Linked DNA regions of Gossypium raimondii: region 2 is linked to region 1. The links are chromatin contacts, called in public Hi-C maps. All regions are on one chromosome and are shown on one strand. The core of a region is the stretch at or near the end of the contact, and the rest is flanking DNA. Distances in the headings are between cores, read along the strand shown. Region 1 holds the start of LOC105783848 (mitochondrial uncoupling protein 3). Region 2 holds the start of LOC105781809 (transcription factor MYB106).

Region 1 (3,872 bases), core at 398-2,897:
ATCTCGATGCTCATTTTCCTCATTTAATTCTCCATCCATTATGGTACTTAACTCCTCAAGCCTTCCCTTAAAATAAAAGTGAAGCACCTCTAACAACATCAATGAAATTATCAGCTAATAATCAAATAATAAAACCCCAGTTATGCACAACGAAAGAACTGACCTTTTTTTCAATAAAAAGCTAGTAATTTCATACCGGGAAAATGTCGAGGTAGGTTGGCCATAAGTATGGAGGAAACAATTAATTGATACTTTGAGAAAAGATAGACTTTTCCCACATCAAAGTCGGGCTTTCCATCAGTCAAATTATCCATATAGGACTGTAGTGCATGAACTAACATTAACAAGCATTTCTCTTGATTTTCTTTTTCTAAACAAATCTCCTCCAAAGCATTACAAAGCACTCTTTGAATCTCATCCTCATCAATCTTCTCTAAATCTTCTTCAATTTTGCTATAATCCTCAAAATAGCGCCAAAATCTCGACGCCCCATTTTTCTCAAAGGCTTCCTATAATTTAGAAAAAAAAATGAAATCAAGAAAATTTAATTTCGAAAGAGACTGCAATGGCTTAACCGATTATTACCTCTAGTAATCTAAGGAAGTAGTCCCGAGAGAGAATATGGAGGCCGTGTTTGCAGAGAGTGTGAACATGAGAAACGAAGTCATGTTCGAGGGAGAGATCGCCGGAGCTTTTGAGGAGAGAATTAGCGGCGGTGCAGAAACCGTCGTAGCTTTGGAGGATTTCTTGGACGGAGTCGTTGTCGAGACTGGTCAAAATCCCTAGATTGCACACTGGAGAAGAAGTTAATGACTCCATTGACAAGAAAATAACACAAATCCTCTCCTTGCTTTGAAAAACCCTAACTTAGGTCTCACTACTTCAGCTTAGAATTGAACTGTGGAATTTTTTAGTTCCATTTTTTCGATTTCTTCTTTACCGCCACTGCCATGAATCGCTTTTGCTCAATTTCCACCTAAACGACGCATGACATGTGTCGTTTCACTTATTTCAAAAGCCATTTTTTGGTCTATTTTAAATTTTAGTCCCTCTATGACGTTATTTTTTTTCTAACAACTTTCTTATAGTCAACTTGTGAAAGCGGAACATGGTTAGTACCTGGATTCCTAAAATTTTTGAAATTTTTAATTATTCCCTCATGATTTTTAGAAATTTTCATTAGACCTCTTAAAGTTTTAAAATTTTAGATTAGGCCTCTTTAAAAATTTTAGAACTTCTATTAAGCCCTCAAATTTTTAAATTTTAATTAGATTTTTCAAAAATTTAAAAATTCTAATTAAGCCTTTAATTTGTTAAAATTTTAATTAAAACCTAAATTTTTTTGAAAATTAATTTAAATTCTCTCAAAACTTAATGGTAAAATCTGTCACTGTTCAAATAACATTCAATTTTGGGGCATTTTTTCAGCGGCAATAATTAATTTAGACATACTAAAAGATTATAGAAGTAGACGTGAGATTAGGTCAACTTAAAATTAAGGATGAAATCTAAATTTTATTATGATAAGAGGGACTAAAACCAGAATAACATTTTTCAACTTATTTATTTCAAAGCTAGCTTAGGGTGAGTTTGGATGGGCGATGCGTTTACTTGCGGTTAGTGTAAAAACAGCTGCAACGGGGAGATTAGATATTGTAACTGAGACAAAAAGTAAGCTAAAAGCACCACACTGTACCCTATCGCTCATTCAAACCCACCATTAGCTTAGTTGTCTCTCAAAGTCTCAAAGATCAAATGAAGGCAAATGTCCATGGACATAAAGAAACCAGAACCCGAACCGGAATTAAGATCTTGTTGACGTCACTATCGGCTATGGTGGCGGAAACTTCCACCTTTCCCATAGACTTAACCAAGACAAGGCTCCAGCTTCACGGCGAGTCTCAACCTCTCTCCTCCTCCACGCGCCGTCCCACCAATTCGTTCCGTGTCGCCGCCGGTATCGTCCGTGACCAAGGCGTTTCAGGGCTGTATAAAGGTCTCTCCCCGGCTATTAGTAGGCATCTGTTCTACACTCCCATTCGGATCGTCGGTTACGAGAATTTAAGGAATTTGGTGAGCGCCGATGGCTCTCTTTCTCTGTCTTCTAAAGCGCTTGTAGGTGGCATTTCCGGCGCTATTGCTCAGGTTTGCCTTCAAATACTGAATCAAAATCATGGAGATTAATTTGCTTTCTTGAAATTGCCAAAAAAATGAATTGGGATTATTACTTTTTCTTAAATACGTAAAAGGTTCCAGTAGCTCTGTTATGCTGAAATTTTAGATTTAATCCCACTACTTATAATAAATCGATGACATGAAAATTTTTTCTGATATTTGATCTCACCGTTATGGTGACTTAAAAATTCAGTCCATTATATTCAACCAGTAAAAAAATTATATTTCAGCCTAATGTTTTAGGTTGCTTTTTGAGAACAATTTATTTCATAGCAATTAACAGTGTTAGCCATCCAGCTATTGCTTATGCACTTACATTTTTGACAAGATTGATTATTATAAGTATTGATTTGGAATGTAATAGTATTAGTAGTACAGTTTGTGGCAAGTCCAGCTGATCTTGTTAAGGTGAGGATGCAAGCGGATGGCCGTTTGATAAACAAGGGTCTTCAACCACGATACAAAGGACTCTTTGATGCTTTTAACAAAATTGTAGCCATGGAAGGTCTTGGAGGTCTTTGGAAAGGGGTTTTGCCAAATGTTCAGAGGGCGTTCTTAGTGAACATGGGTGAACTAGCCTGTTATGATCATGCAAAACGTTTTGTTATAAATAATCAGATATCTGATGATAACATCTATGCACACACATTGGCATCGATCATGTCAGGTCTCTCTGCTACAATGCTGAGTTGTCCGGCTGATGTTGTGAAGACAAGAATGATGAATCAAGCGGCTAGTAAGGAAGGGAATGTTATGTACAAGAGCTCATATGATTGTTTGGTGAAGACGGTGAAAATCGAAGGTTTAACAGCATTGTGGAAAGGTTTCTTTCCTACATGGGCAAGGCTTGGTCCTTGGCAATTCTTTTTCTGGGTATCTTACGAGAAGTTCCGACAAATTTCGGGGCTTTCTTCCTTCTGACTAATGGACCTGATCAGGCTTCAGATGCCAACATACTTACGGGATAGTTTCAGATGTTATTACCGGTTTCTTGTTCCAAGGGGCAATAACTTGAATACCAGCATTGGGCAGAAGATGTTCTGCTTTGATGGTCTGCTTCCTATGTAGTGTTTTTTTATGGCATTTTTCCCATATAAGGTTAACCTTGTTGTGATTTGCAGTCCCTTGGCGGTAAATGCGAGATCGGTTGTGCTTCTTGTGCATGTTGTGGCCTGTTCAAGTTTGTAAGTACGGTATGTAGGACGAATAAAAAATGGTATTTTCGATGAATTGATTCAAAACTTTACATGAAACTATAAGATCATATAAGAAAAAAACTAATTTTACATCTGTATAAGCTAATCAATCCTCTTAAGTATAATGTTTATGCTGAGAAGTATGAAATGCAGGTCTATTATTTTATGTATAACATATATATACATGATGGTATGAGTTAGTTTTATATTAATTTTTTTATTCAATTCTACTGCCAAACTCTACACCAGTAGAGCAATAAGACGATAAGAATTAGATCTTAGGCTAAATGGGCCTAACCTTTTCAAGGTTGCTTGAATAAGGATTAACACGTTCCAAAACCTTCAAATAAGGATCTAATGTTCTCAATTTTGTTGAAATAAGGGTTTATCACATGGATTACCCAAATTTGAAAAAAAAAAACAAATTATACGTAAGCCAAATTTAGCATACACAGATATAGATACTTAAAAGCTAATATAAAATCCCATATTTATTCATCA
Region 2 (3,872 bases), core at 475-2,974, 150 kb after region 1:
CTCATTTCTTGCTTAATCTTATTTCTTAACCATATATATTTATTCCGGGGTGTGACTTTACCCTAGTTTGCCAAAAATAATAAAATAGGAGGAAGGGAGCTTAACACTTAACCATTAGGCCTGAAGCCTATTTATTATTTAACAAACACATAATGATAATTTTATACATTGGGACGTGACCCGTTTTGGTTTCACAAACTTGACAAAATGTGGCACACCAAACCCGACCGGGACGGACCGACCCAAATCTAGAACGTTACATTAGTCACTTACGTGACCTCTGTACAACCACCAATCACACCACATAAATTTATGTACATGCATATTCATCAATCATATAGTTCAAGGTAAATATGACTCTAAAAAAAAAACTTTTGCAGCATTACTCTTGATCAGACCAACATCAGGGGTGAAATCATGATTTAACATTCAACATAAGTAACATTCATAATTCAACAATTAATTCATATGTACAGTATAAAAATTTAATAAGGACAATAATTGAAAGGAAATACTAGAATTGATAAGTAAAGCTCATTTTTTAAAAGCAAAGTTTAAGGACTAAATCATAAATTTAGTAAAATATTTAGTAAAACCTTTTTATAAAATCAAGAGTAAAATTATGGAGTTATCCATATAAGACTTAATCATGCAAATTTTCAAGTCATTTCATAGCATTTAAGGACTCCAATTGTATAACATAAAGATCAGGACTCAATTGCAATGATAACAAACATGCTCAAAACCTACATATGACACATTGACACCAATCCACACATACTATTTTGTGTTTTCATGCCAAATTTCCTATTCTAACATATCGTATATCATACATAGATCGTACAGATCATGCTCAATTACACTAAAACATATAGTAACATACTTTAACATTCGAACCAATTAGCTATACTAGCATGTTAACCTAAAGTCACAATCTATATTACTCAACATGTCTAATTTGCATCTTATACATTTCTAAGTGCATTATAGGTTCATACCTTACCATTTGGTCATTTTAAGCTTGTCTCAATGTTTAGCAAGTCATTCAAGCACCTATAACAATAATTCACTAAGCAAATGCATATCATCCATCATGCAATCAAAGCCTAACAATCATGCGTATTCAAGCTTAAATCCAATTAATCAATCAACAACAAACTCTTTTCTTCTAACCCCATTTTTAGGATGTGACACATAAATAGGAAGATAATGTGTCTTTCTACATTGAAAACAATGTCTATACCAGTCGAGTTATGTTTCAATCTGCACAATTTAGATATTTAAGTATAAAAATGTTTAGGAAGCAATATTCATGGTAAAAAAACAAAACAAATGTATGGGAAGCAATATTCACGTGGAGGTAAACAAAACATGTGTATGGGAAGCAATACGTGGGGGTCATTAATGTTCACCAAGTAGTTGGACTAATTTATTTACACTTCATTCATGCATTAATTTATAGTTATTCCTCTTGATTTTTGCCTTACGAAAGGGAGAATTTATTGAAAAGTACATTATTAAATGTTAAAGGGGTTAAAAGTATAGTTTTATTATTGTATTATTTTAAAATTGTTAAAAAGATTAAATTCAAATTTTATTATTTTGAGGGATAAATAATAATTTCAGAAATTTTAAAAGTATTAAAATTAAATTTATCATTTTGGGTGATCCCCTTGCCTATATATTCGCTCCATTTCACCCATCACTATCACTCTTCACTTTCAACCGTTGTTTCAATTATTGGGTACAAGATTAACGTTCGATTTTGTGCAAAAGAAAAGAAAAATGGGGTGGCGGCTGCCGTTTAATGGGCATAAGGAGGTGGGTTTGAAGAGAGGGCCGTGGACGGCTGAGGAAGACCAAATACTAATGGCTTACATTCAACAGCATGGCCATGGTAACTGGCGTGCCTTGCCTGAGAAAGCTGGTGATTGTTTAATTATATTATTATTTTCCCACTCTTTAATCTTTATATATTTATATATGTTGTTTGGTTGTAGCTAAGGAAATGGATTGAAAAGATTTATATGGATTTTGTGTATATATAGGACTTAAACGATGTGGAAAGAGCTGTCGATTGAGGTGGATTAATTACCTAAGGCCTGATATCAAAAGAGGAAAGTTTAGCTTACAAGAAGAACACACCATTATTCAACTCCATGCCCTTCTTGGAAACAGGTAAAGTATATTTTGTTATTAATGTTGCGATTGAGCCAAATCATGATTGATCATCTTCATGTATTTATTTAGGTGGTCAGCAATGGCAGCTCACTTGCCAAAAAGAACAGACAATGAGATCAAGAACTATTGGAATACACATCTCAAGAAAAGGCTGATAAAGCTTGGCGTTGATCCCATGACTCACAAGCCTCGTACAGATGCCTCAAGCTTCCCATCTGGTTCAAACTTAACCCACATGGCTCAGTGGGAAAGTGCTCGGCTGGAGGCTGAAGCTAGGTTGGTCCGTGACTCCAAACAGGTCATCCCAAACCCCATCCACCCAAAGAACCACCTTACCCTCAATCATATTCAGCTCAGGCCCAGGTGCCTTGACGTACTCAAAGCATGGCAAGGCGTAGTTGCAGGCATGTTTGCCTTCCCCACCCAAGACCTTGGCTCCCCAACTTCAACGCTTAGGTTCCCTGCCATTGGACTGAATGCCACTAGCTACACAGATGGTGAAATGGGGTTTGATGATAGTTTGAAATGCATTGAAAACTCGAACCAAATGAAAGAAATTGAGGAAACAATAACGGATGGCTGCATTGATGAATGGTTTGAGGACTCATTTAGGGTAGGAAATTATGAAAATGTACCCATGGCTGTCGGCAGTAGTAATTGCTGCGACAGTGTATTCGATTTGGTGAATTCTTCACCATATGGCTTGTCTATGTTATATGATCATAATGTCATGAAATGAAGTTCAACTTTAATGCAAGTTAAGAAAACATTATTAAAAAGAAAAGTTTAATTATGTGCTACCAGTCCCTTTACTCTTCACACATTGAAATTTAGTCTCTATTTTCAGTTTCATGATTTAGCCCCTCAACTTTTTTTTATTTAATATTTGAAGTCCAATTGATGAAACCATGAAAACAATTCCGTTAAATTGTGTACTGTTGTCCAAATCTACAAAATAAAATCCTACTAAAAAATATAAATTTAATAGATAGCAGTGAGTATGATTTTATCCATAGATACTGGTAATAACTTTATTTCTTAAATAAAAACAAGTAAAGTAAATATGATTGGGGTTTCCTAGAGAATCAAAAACTAAAATTAAATTTAAAACTTAGCAAAGAAACCAATAATTAAAATTGAAAGAAAATTCAATGAGATAAAGCTTTATCTAAAGGTAAATCTCCATTTGATTTACAAGTTTAATGATTGATTCAAAACAATTTTCAATGTTCTTTAATAAATTAGTTATAGTTACCAATGTAGTGCATAACAACCAATCTCCCATTACCTTGTTGTCTGTCAATAACCAAGAAGTAGCTCATTCAAATTATTTCTCTTATCAATAAACAACCCTATAACTTAGTGTTTAAGATTTAACTTATATATAGTATTAATAACAAAGAGCCCTAATTCTTACCAATAAATGCACACTAGCGGAGTTTATTTAGATTAGATTGCATACCCACACAACATTAATTGCATACTTTGACATACACAACCATGCTATTCGTCACTAGTATTAGAATCGATAAAACATTTATGGATTTAACTATTTTAATTAACAAGGCAAGTAATCTAAGCAATTAACAGGGCACAACGTTGGGGCTTAAGGCAGGGTGATAGAGCACATGTGTTCGCATGCTAAGGGTTGTGCAATCCAAGCTTGGGCGCTGGGGCTTTGAGTTGTGCCC

The links. Hi-C and Micro-C count contacts between places; a contact is called where the count stands out from the background.
Region 2: a contact with region 1 is called in a Hi-C map of leaf, with 3 times the contacts expected there. The contact joins the promoter of LOC105781809 here to the promoter of LOC105783848 in region 1. A contact is called at or near these places in 2 of 2 Hi-C or Micro-C datasets (both in leaf).

Annotation. Positions count from the first base shown.
Region 1 is chr13:13,378,962-13,382,833 of ASM2569854v1, forward strand. LOC105783848 (mitochondrial uncoupling protein 3) reads left to right here and starts at 1,648. Exons shown (of 2, transcript XM_012609528.2): 1 at 1,648-2,145; 2 at 2,554-3,466. The coding sequence starts at 1,756. The coding sequence ends at 3,096. LOC105783419 (anaphase-promoting complex subunit 2) reads right to left here and starts at 952. Exons shown (of 16, transcript XM_052626665.1): 1 at 586-952; 2 at 197-509; 3 at 1-89. The coding sequence starts at 819.
Region 2 is chr13:13,525,282-13,529,153 of ASM2569854v1, forward strand. LOC105781809 (transcription factor MYB106) reads left to right here and starts at 1,725. Exons shown (of 3, transcript XM_012606333.2): 1 at 1,725-1,927; 2 at 2,049-2,178; 3 at 2,251-2,971. The coding sequence starts at 1,786. The coding sequence ends at 2,920. It overlaps LOC105784511 (a long non-coding RNA gene), which reads right to left. Exons shown (of 4, transcript XR_001130551.2): 4 at 3,592-3,872.